Regions from separate parts of the Sus scrofa genome. Here region 1 is linked to region 2. A link is a contact called in public HiChIP or PLAC-seq data. All regions are on one chromosome and are shown on one strand. The core of a region is the stretch at or near the end of the contact, and the rest is flanking DNA. Distances in the headings are between cores, read along the strand shown. Region 1 has its middle 21 kb from the start of LIMS1. Region 2 holds the start of LOC100511376 (E3 SUMO-protein ligase RanBP2).

What was found. HiChIP or PLAC-seq counts read pairs in DNA pulled down with a chosen protein or histone mark.
Region 1: a contact with region 2 is called in an H3K27ac HiChIP or PLAC-seq map of alveolar macrophages. The contact joins the enhancer-like site here to the promoter of LOC100511376 in region 2. A contact is called at or near these places in 1 of 5 promoter capture datasets (liver), 16 of 47 Hi-C or Micro-C datasets (alveolar macrophages, brain, embryonic fibroblasts and 6 more) and 2 of 2 datasets of contacts at active chromatin or transcription factors (alveolar macrophages and skeletal muscle).

Annotation. Positions count from the first base shown.
Region 1 is chr3:47,647,939-47,652,839 of Sscrofa11.1, forward strand. It overlaps a transcript of LIMS1 not described here. Among named protein-coding and RNA genes, the nearest start is that of LIMS1, 21 kb to the left of the region's middle. Within about 2 kb of position 1,348, at least 3 of the 83 cell types and tissues checked have an H3K27ac peak or open chromatin away from gene starts, as enhancers often do. A contact at or near this core is called in alveolar macrophages and retroperitoneal adipose tissue, where this site is marked.
Region 2 is chr3:47,598,603-47,603,662 of Sscrofa11.1, forward strand. It overlaps LOC100511376 (E3 SUMO-protein ligase RanBP2), which reads right to left and starts at 2,726. Exons shown (of 30, transcript XM_021087106.1): 1 at 2,547-2,726. The coding sequence starts at 2,618.

The DNA of each region.
Region 1 (4,901 bases), core at 98-2,597, 48 kb after region 2:
TTTAGGTGATGGCAGGAAAGCAATCCCCTTAGAAGAGAAGCCCAGGAGCTACCAAGGAGCCAGACGGTCGTGTCGTGATCCACGCTTCAGGAGACCGTCCCTGGGTGGTGCCGGCCCGTCGGGCAAGGACAGCAAAGGAGTGCAACCTGGACTAAAAGAGGCACCTGAAGCCAGTGTAGTTTCAATCCTTTGGCGTGGCGGGCACCAGGCCCAGGGAGGCCCACCTCTGGAGCCTCCATCCTACTGTTTTGAGATTCCGCAGATCAGAGAACAAACATGGCGTGGCTTCCTCTGTCCGGCTCACTTCGCTTGGCACAATGCTGCCGGGGTCCATCCTCAGTGTGAGGACCAGCACGCTGGCCTCCTCTCTTGGGGCTGAATAGTATTTGTGTGTGTTTGTGTGTGTATGTGAATTACACCCTTAAACACACATGACAAAGTGAGGGAGCAGGTAGCTGGGCCCCTGGGCTGAGAACCGCTGGGACTTGTCAGGCTGAGTAACTTGGGCCTCACTTCTCTTTGATGCTTCAAGGAGAAAGTTAATGGCAGAAGCGAGCTCTGCCAGAGTGAAAGATGACCATTCGATCACTCCTGGGATCAAGGCGACCTCCCCAATTACACATGCTCAGTAAGACTCCTACGGGTCTGAAAGGGAGGGGGCACCAGGCCATAATAAGTCCTGATACCATCCCAGCATCTTTGCTCTGGAATCTACCTTTGCACATGCATACTGGGGAGGGTCCTGTGTCAGGTGTGAGAAATGAAACAAGACGATTGGCCAAAGGAAGAAAAAGAACCAGAAAAAGTCCTATTTAAGTGATTTAAATCACCTCTCTGGGGAGTTCCCATTGTGGCTCAGCAGTAACGAACCCAACTAGTATCCATGATTCCTGGCCTTGTTCAGTGAGTTAAAGATCCAGCATAGCTGTGAGCTGTGGTGTAGGCTGGTAGCTATAGCTCCGATTCGACCCCTAGCCTGGGAACCTCCATATGCAGGGGGGCGGCCCTGGAAAAAACCAAAATAAATAAATACGTAAACCTTATACTGTTTTTCACAGTCTTTGCCTCCATGAAATATTCTTGCTTTCAACAAGGGAACAAGAATCAAGGCAGTTTTGCTTCTAGCCTCTAGTTAGTCTAGTTGCTGGGATTTCTGTTTTTTATCCAGGCTGCCGAAGGTTCAATTCCCAAGCAGAGAATTAAGGCCTTGCTTGAAGCCATCGCTCGCTGCTGTTTCTCAGGGATCAAAAGCACTACCACCTTTCAAAGAGCAACACAGCCCAACTCACACTTCCCTGTACCAAAGAGAAGAAACATATGTTACTAGATGTGCTCACTGTGGGGAAGGTTAAAGGGCAAAGCTGCAGTCTTCTCTTCCTAACTGTCTAACAGGTCTATATTTCCCTTTTTTTTTTTTGCTTTTTAGGGCCACACCCGCAGCATGTGGAAGTTCCCAGGCTAGGGGTCAAATTGGAGCTGTAGCCACTGGCCTACACCACAGCCACAGCCACATGGGATCCGAACTGCGTCTGCGACCTACACCAACAGCTCATGGCAACACTGATCCCACTGAACAAGGCCGGGGATCGAACCCACATCCTCCTGGTTCCTAGTCAGGTTCATTAACCACTGAGCCATGAGGGGAACTCCTAACAGTCTATATTTATAAAACTGAAATACAAAGGCTGGTTGTTCATCCAAGGTGATCGGCAACAGCAGATGGGTTTGAAGGGCTCAGGGCCCACCCACCTGACGCTGAGCCAGGTGGGGAGGGGCCCTTCCACGGCCTCAGGGCCTTCTGCTCTCTGTGGGCCCAGCAGGTTCCCCCACAGCCCAGCCAACAAGGGCTGACAAGGGTACTGCTTGAAGTGGGTGCTAATCACCGAAAAAGGCAGGGCCTCCAAGGCTACGTAACAACCAGCACCGAAAGGTGGTCTTTCTTAGCAACTCCTGGTCGGCCAGCCCTCTCCACTGGGCTGCATGCAGCAGGCACACACAGCAGGTTTCCGCCCCTGGACCCCACTGAGGGCCACAAACCCAGAGGCCGCATCTGATGCACACTCGCTTCTCCCAGATGTGATAAGCACAATGGGGAGGTAAGGGGTGGGGTGGAGGCAGAGGCAAAGACAGAGGGAAAGGCCCAGGGTCCCTTGTCTGAGCCCAGGGAGCCACCCATCTGTGCCCACAGCATGGCTCGGTCACCACGTGGGAGCCCACCTGGGGCCATGGTGACAAATGAGTACACTCTGTGCCGGTAACACTTTTTTAAGGCACTGGGTTTAAGTGTCCTATGTCATGAAATAAGTCTTTTCATTTTTTCCTCAACCATTTGAAAAATATCAAATCCATCCTAAGCTCGTGGGCCAGCCAGAAACAGGCAGACAAGGCCTCAGGGTCACGTCAACTACCTTTCTGCCCAGGCAGCAAAGACACAGCATCTGAGGTGTCCCCAGGTAGTTACTTACAGATCTCGTGTGTCTGGGGCTGAGCCAAGGTGACTTTGAGAACTTTGGGGGGGGTGTGTGGATAGTTTAGGTTTCCTTAAAAAACACCACGTTTGGGCCCCCAGCCCCCCGACTCAAGAGAGAACAGCCAAGGACACAGGTATGAGTGTCACAGGTGGGGTTTCTGGGCACCATGCACCTCGGGAAGAAGAGGTCCAGCCCTTGAAGGGGTGAGGGACATTCTCTAAGTCCATGGGTGCGAAGGGTGACAGCTTCCATGAAGGAGGCTATGGCTGCGGTGGGAAGGTCAGGCTGTCTGGTCCCCAGGGAGGTGATGCCACCCATCTGCACACAGCCCACATGATCACCTTCACCAAGGAAGGTGCCCTCCAGGTGCGTCTCAGGCTCATCAGGGTCCAGCCAAGCATCAGGACACATTCTGGAACTGAAGCTAAGACAAGGCCCCAGGGGACACCCCTGTGGTGAGAAAGCCAGAGACCAAGCACACAAGTGCAGAGCGAGGGGCTGAGCACAAGGAGGATGAGCTCCAGGCTGTGTTTATTACAGCAAAACCAAACCAAGATGGCCGGTGCCTTTCACAGAGGCCGGCTTCACATGAGCATCTGTTTCACAGTTTCAGGTTTGAAGCTGGAAGCATTTTCATGACTCTCGTGTGCTCCTTAAACACTTATCTTCTGTGTCAGGGCAGTTTTCAGTGAAAACCCAAGAGAAACGTGAGCACAACCGTCATCTCGGGATGTTTTCTGCTAGAATCTGTAAACTCGCCAGAACACAGTGCCGGTGAGGAGGAGTCAGTGTGAGTGCGTGACGCTGGGCAGCAGGAGGTGTGTCTGATGTCATGGGGACTCAGCCGGGGGACGGCCCGTGGGAGGAACACCTGCTGTGACCACTGCTCCTGCATCTAGGTGTGCAGACCCAGGGGTACTGGACGGCCTGAGTCCCATCCCTTCCAGCCTCTTCTCAGCGCACAGCAGGTGCCCGATGCTGCGTGGCCATGGCACACAGAGGGCTCCACTTGGGACAGTGATGCCCTGGTCCCTAAGTCGGTTTTATGAGATAATAAATGGTGCTTGATGACAGTGGTGATTTTCATCCTCATTGTAAAGAGGGGCCACCTGAGGTCATCAAGGTTACCTGCTTGACCCCGTGGCCCTAGCTACATGCATCTGATCTCCAAGTCCCCATCTGCTGGCTCCCTTAGCTGAGGAACCTGATTTCATACTAGAAATAGCTCTCCTGAAAACTAGGAAGACCCTACCCCTTCAAATTGATACAAAGTACCCTCTTCCTGGCAGAGCCCACAGTCCTCTTCTCTGTACTGGGCACAACAAGCCTAAGTCCCTTCTATTGCCAAGGGATCGATATGCCAGGACAATAGGAAGGTAAGTCACCTTAACCCCCGGAACAAGTGATATTCCTGAGGAATGAGACGCTCCACCTGGAATTTAAACTCCACACGGAAGAAATCAATCCAGCTGTTTCAAAGCCCATTGAGACTGCAGAAATACCCACCTTCTGGGGCAGACACAGGCTTGTCCACAGGCACTTCTGCTACTGTCTGAAAATACGCAAAAATGGCTGGTCCCAAACATCCTATTACATATATTTTTAAAAATTACTCCGGACTCCACATCTGACGTTAAAACTTGTCTTTGGTAACTTTTCACTCTTGGATTGAGAGCAGACTGGAGTCGGTTTCAGGGGTCGATCCCACCCACCCACCTGGGCAGCAAGGGGGCCCAGCATTCCCACTAAAGCTCAAGAATGCAAAGCTCACAACGCACAAGAAAGCAAACACGGAGCTTTAATTCTCTTTAACCCAGTCAAGTCAGAGCTGATACACCGAGTGTAGCCGAGGGACAGGTGACTATGAGGGGGAGAAATTCTAATAACGCTGGTATCAATACCAGGCCTTTAACGCTACTGTTCTTGTCAAACAGCAGGAAAGAGTTGAGAATTTTCAAAGAAATGTCTCTGTCCCACGGTACAGTTCCTGTAGTAAACGTGCAGACATGTGCAAGTTTAAAGTGCCTCCTTGTCAACATCTTCCCTGTTAAATTCAAATAGATGATTTAAAATAAACCCTAAAAATGAATTTATAGGCGAAAGAGCAAGAGTATGCCACAGACACATTCCTTGCACCATCTCAGTGGGACAAACTTGGGAATCAGGGGCCCACACAGGCTCCAACGTGCCCCCAGCACAGGTAACAGGGAAGGGTCCCCACACCCGCCACTGCAGTTTAACCAATAGCTTAAAGGCACAGGGACTTCTCAGAACCTCAAATTTAAAAAAAAAAAAAAAAAAAAACACCAAACCTCAACAGCTGTAACGAAAACTACAATTGTTTCATTTTAGGCAAATTAACTTTGGAAACGGTAAACCCCAACCTCTTCAGTTAGAAAGGCTCCAAACTTCTGAAGTCCTTCCCTGCCA
Region 2 (5,060 bases), core at 1,476-3,975:
TAAGGATCCAGCATTGCTATGAGCTGTGGTGCAGGTTGCAGACGCGGCTCGCTTCTGGCACTGCTGTGCTCTGGCGTAAGCTGGCAGTTGTACCTTTGATTTGACCCCTAGCCTGGGAACCTCCATTTGCCGTGGGTGCAGCCCTAAAAAGCAAAAACATAAAACAAAATAAAATAAAATAGGCAAATTCATACAGAAGTAAATTAAATGTAACCGGGGGTTAGTTAGGGAGAAGAGGAACCTAGGGAGTTATCACTCAAGAGTTACAAAGTTTCTGTTTGTGGTGATGAAAAATTTTGGAAATAGTAGTGAAAGTGGCACATTACCTGTGCAATTAACACTACCGAATTACACACGTAAAAGTAGTTAAAATGGGCAAATTTTGTTACACCTGGTTTACCATAATTTAAAACATCAACAATATAATGTACCAAAACTCATTACACTGTACTTTTTTTTTTTTCTTTTTAGGGCCGCACCTGAGGCATACGGAGATTCCCAGGCTAGGGGTTGAATCAGAGCTGTAGCCTCTGGCCTACAACAGAGCCACAGCAATGCCAGATCCAAGCCATGTCTGCAACCTACACCACAGCTCCCAGCAACACCAGATCCTTAACCCACTGAGAGAGGCCAGGGATCAAACCCGCAACCTCGTGGTTCCTAGCCGGATTCGTTTCCGCTGCACCATGATGGGAACTCCTAAACTGTACATTTTGAATGATGAGTTGTATGGCATGTAAATTACTCCTCAATAAAGCTGATGAAAATATACTTTAATTTTAGGAGTTCCCATGTGGCTCAGTGATAACAAATCCAACTAGTATCCATGAGGATGTGGGTTTGAACTCTGGCCCTGCTCAGTGGGTTAAGGATCAGTCATTGCTGTGAGCTGCAGGGTAGTGAGCTGCGGTGTAGGTCGAAGATGCGGCTTGGATCCTGCTTGGCTGTGGTGTAGCCCAGCAGCTGCAGCTCTGATTCAACCCCTAGCCTGGGAACTTCCATGTGCCACAGGTGTGGCCCTAAAAATGAAACAAAACAAAAAATATATGTATGTTCTAATTTTATGTCAAAACAGTGACATACACCTAAGAAATAATTCCACATAATGTTATTATGACAGTATTTACTGTACAGCCTTAATAGTATGTACTCGAACTACAGACAGTCTTAACCTTCATTCAGGAATCTTAAACACCCGAGAAAAACAGGTCAAGAAGGATAGAACTGTAGTTAGCAAGAAACGATTTTAAAAAGCAAAGAACCATGAGGTTGAGGGTTTGATCCCTGGCCTTACTCAATGGGTTGAGGATCTGGAGTTGCCGGGAGCTGTGGTGTAGGTCGCAGACGTGGTGGGATTTGGCGTTGCTGTGGCTCTGGCTAGGCTGGCAGGTACAGCTCCGATTGGACCCTAGCTTGGGAACCTCCATATGCCGCAGATGCGGCCCTAAAAAGACTAAATAAATAAAAAGCAAAAAGAGGAATACACCAGAATTGAATATACAGAGCCTTTCTTCCCCAACCCACAAATTCATACTTTTTTTTTTTAAATGAGCTGCGGTATAGTGAGCTGCGGTGTGGGTTGCAGATGTGGCTTGGATCCTGCGTTGATCCTCGCGGCATGCGCGAGTTCCTGGGCTAGAGACTGACCCTGAACCACAGCAGTGACACCAGATCCTTAACCACTAGGCTACCAGGGACCTCCCACGAATTCATAATTTGAAAGACAGAGGAAGTTTATGACAACAGCAATACACAACTGTCAAGATGGCACTAAAAAAAAAAAAAAAAAAACACCTTTCTTTTCCATTTTTATGTATTTATTTATTTATTTTTAAGAGCCAGGCCCGCAGCATATGGAAGTTCCCCTACCCGGAACACCTTAAATGACTGTACTTTAACACCCATATCTACTGCGAGCACTTAATGCGCTAAACACTTCCGTTAATGTTTAACACGGGACATACTAAAAACTCCTATCAGTAGCCTGATTCCGCCCTATTAACGAAATAAACAGAACTTGCTTCAAATCCCACAGCCTGTGTCCAGCATAGCTATGACTCCACCCCAGGGAAGTGACTCGGGATCCTGCGCCCACCCCCTACTCGCCGTCCCCGTCCCCGTCCCCTCTAGGCACCACGTCCGGTCGGATCCACGATGTGGCCAACTCCCTACGTGGGAACAAGGGGAAGTACCCTAAGAGACATCTACGTCTACCCCAGCAATAAGGCCCGGGAAGGAACTCAGAACCCCCGCGACCCAGCGGGAAAACGAAAGTCGGCAAAAGCAGCTTCCAATGCAGAGTGTGAGGGATGGCGAGGCGGCCGCGCCGAAGCGGCAGCGCCTCGGCGTGGAGCCCGGGCAGTGGGCACAGCGGGGCCGGCCGGGCGCCGTAGAGGACGAAGAGGAAGAGAAGGAGAAGGAAAAGCAGAAGGGAGCGCCGCGCCAACGCCCGCCCGCCGCCTCCCCGCCCCCCGCGCGCCGGCCGCGCCTCAGTGGGAGCCATGGCGCCGCGGCCCGCCCGGAGGCCGCGCGCCCATCCCGCTCACCTCTCGGGGCGACGGAGCGGAGCCCTGCACTGAGGCGATGTACCGCTCCACGTCCGCCTTGCTACGCCGCATCGCGCCGCCGAGCGGGGTCCGCGCGAGGGACGCCAGCGCCGAGGCCGCAGCTGCCGCCGTCTCAGGAGCTCGGCGCCCGAAGGTCCGTGACGCAGCTCCGTAGCCGGCGAGGGGCAGACACGCGTGCGTGCATGCGTGCGTACGTGCGTGTTGCGTCATCACTGTGCGCCGCGCAGGCCCTCGGGCGCCGGCGTTCGGTGGTGACTATGCTAGCGAGGTGCGCGGGAATGCGAAGGTGACGTAGTGACAACGAGGCGACGGGGACTGGTCCAACCCACGGACGTTCCTAACAGTCACACCTCGGCGCCAGTCGTAGGCGTTTAGAAAGCGTCTTCCGGAGCTCCTGTTGTGCTTCCATAGAAAAGAGCCCGACCAATATTCATGAGGGCTCCGGTTCGATCCCTGCCCTAGCTCAATGGTACAAGGATGCCGCGTTGCTGTGGCCATGGTGTAGGCGGGCAGCTACAGCTCTGATTCAGCACCTATCCTGGGAATTTCAGTATTCCTTGGGTGTAGCCTTACAAAGCAAAAATAAGGTGTTTTCAGTAGGTTTCAGATTTCAGCAGATCACATCAGTGTATACAGGGAGTTTAGAATTTATAGTTATGGTTTATTTTTATTTTTTGCTTATAGACTTTATGGTTTTATCCAACACTTAAAAGTCGCCTGGCCACTTAGAATCTATCCTTTTTTATTTTTCCATTTTCCAAACTTCCTTCTTTTTTTTTTTTTTTTTTTTTTTGGCTTTTTATGGGCCTCACCTGCGGCGTATGGAACTTCCCAGGCCAGGGGTCAAATCCGAGCTCCAGCTGCCAGCCTACACCACAGCTCAGGCAACACCCACAGAGCAGGGCCAGGGATCTAACCGGAGCCCTCATGGTATTTGTGATACTAGCCAGATTTGTTACTGCTGGGCCACAATGGGAACTCCCATTTTCCAAACTTGGCAATGACCAATTACTGCCTCTGTAAAGAGGGAAAATCAGCCCGTCCTATTTCATTTCAGTCATTTTGGATATGAATAAGAGTACTAAGGCAGGAATGATTCTGTAAACAAGCCACTGTTAGTGGGTGAACTTTAGTGGTCCTGCTCAGCCTCAGGTCAGCATTGCAGTGGGCCTTTCCCCCAAGCAAGGGACCATTGGTGAGTGACCACTGGCCTCTCCCCCTCCCCTTTCTCTGTACAAAAGGAACCTGAATTCAGAGAAAGGCAAGATGGTTTTTTTGAGACACTAGTCTGCCGGCTTTCCAATTAAAGTCATTATTCCTGGCCTCAGTATCCCGATGTACTGGCCTGTTGAGCTGTAAGCAGAGGGAACTGGGTTCAGGATCAATTGTGAGGTTGCTACTGGGATTGGCATAATTAACGGAAGTACAGTGTAAAGAAAACTGGTCCTGGATGGAATATCTCACTTTAGGTGTTGATTTATTTCACCTGAGTTTCCATTTGTGTATTCAAGTGGAGATGCCCAGCCTGCAGGTGAAGTCGTAGGACTGGGTTCTGTGGCAACTTGGCTGTCATAAGCCTTGTGGACAGTGTTGGTGATAATAGCCAAAGCTTACTTGCAAGTGAATTTCATTTGATTCTCCCAGCAATTTCGTGAAGTTACTCTTATTATTGTGCATAAATTGACCTATAAAGAAACAAAGGGCGTGAATGGTCAAGCAATTTTCCCAAGCACACCTAGTAAAATGACTACTTTTAATCTGCTGTAGTTGAAGATACAGAAAAGAAGTAGGCTGAAGAGAAAATCTTGACGTTCTCAAAAGGCTTTCCTTGGAGTTTCCGTCATGGCACAGGGGAAACGAATGTGACTAGGAACCATGAGATTGCAAGTTCGATCCCTGGCCTTGCTCAGTGGGTTAAGGATCCTGCGTTGTGTGGCTGTGATGTGGTCCAGCAGCTGCAGCTCCAATTCAACCCCTAGCCTGGGAACCTCCACATGCCATGGGTGTGGCCTAAAAAGAGAAAAAAAAAAAAAAAAGGCTTTCCTTAAGTACATTTATTATGCTTTGAAACCTTGGTTTTTGCCAAATGGGGGGATGAGTCTCTTCTGCTGGGCTTTAAAAATGAACATTCTTCTCCAGGAAGATGTCCCTTCTTTTCTCAGCATGGACCAGTTCCATCCAAACTTATTCTCACAAGCAATTCCTCTGAATCACACAGCTAACTAATGTTCTTTGCAAGTTGTCAGATGCCACTTTAATGCCTCAATCACTCATGTTGATGCCTTGCAAATTTAATTCAAATGAGAGTTGAAACCATAGAAATATCTGGCTTACGACTTTTTTTTTATTAGCCAGTTTTACCTGATTAATCTGAGCCCTCAACTTCTGAATTAATTAACTGACGGGCACCCAGCACTGAAGCTGATCAAACTCATTTTTTTTTTTTTCCACTCAAGCCCCTCTGTCCTTGTGGCAGATTGTCATCCGTGGCAG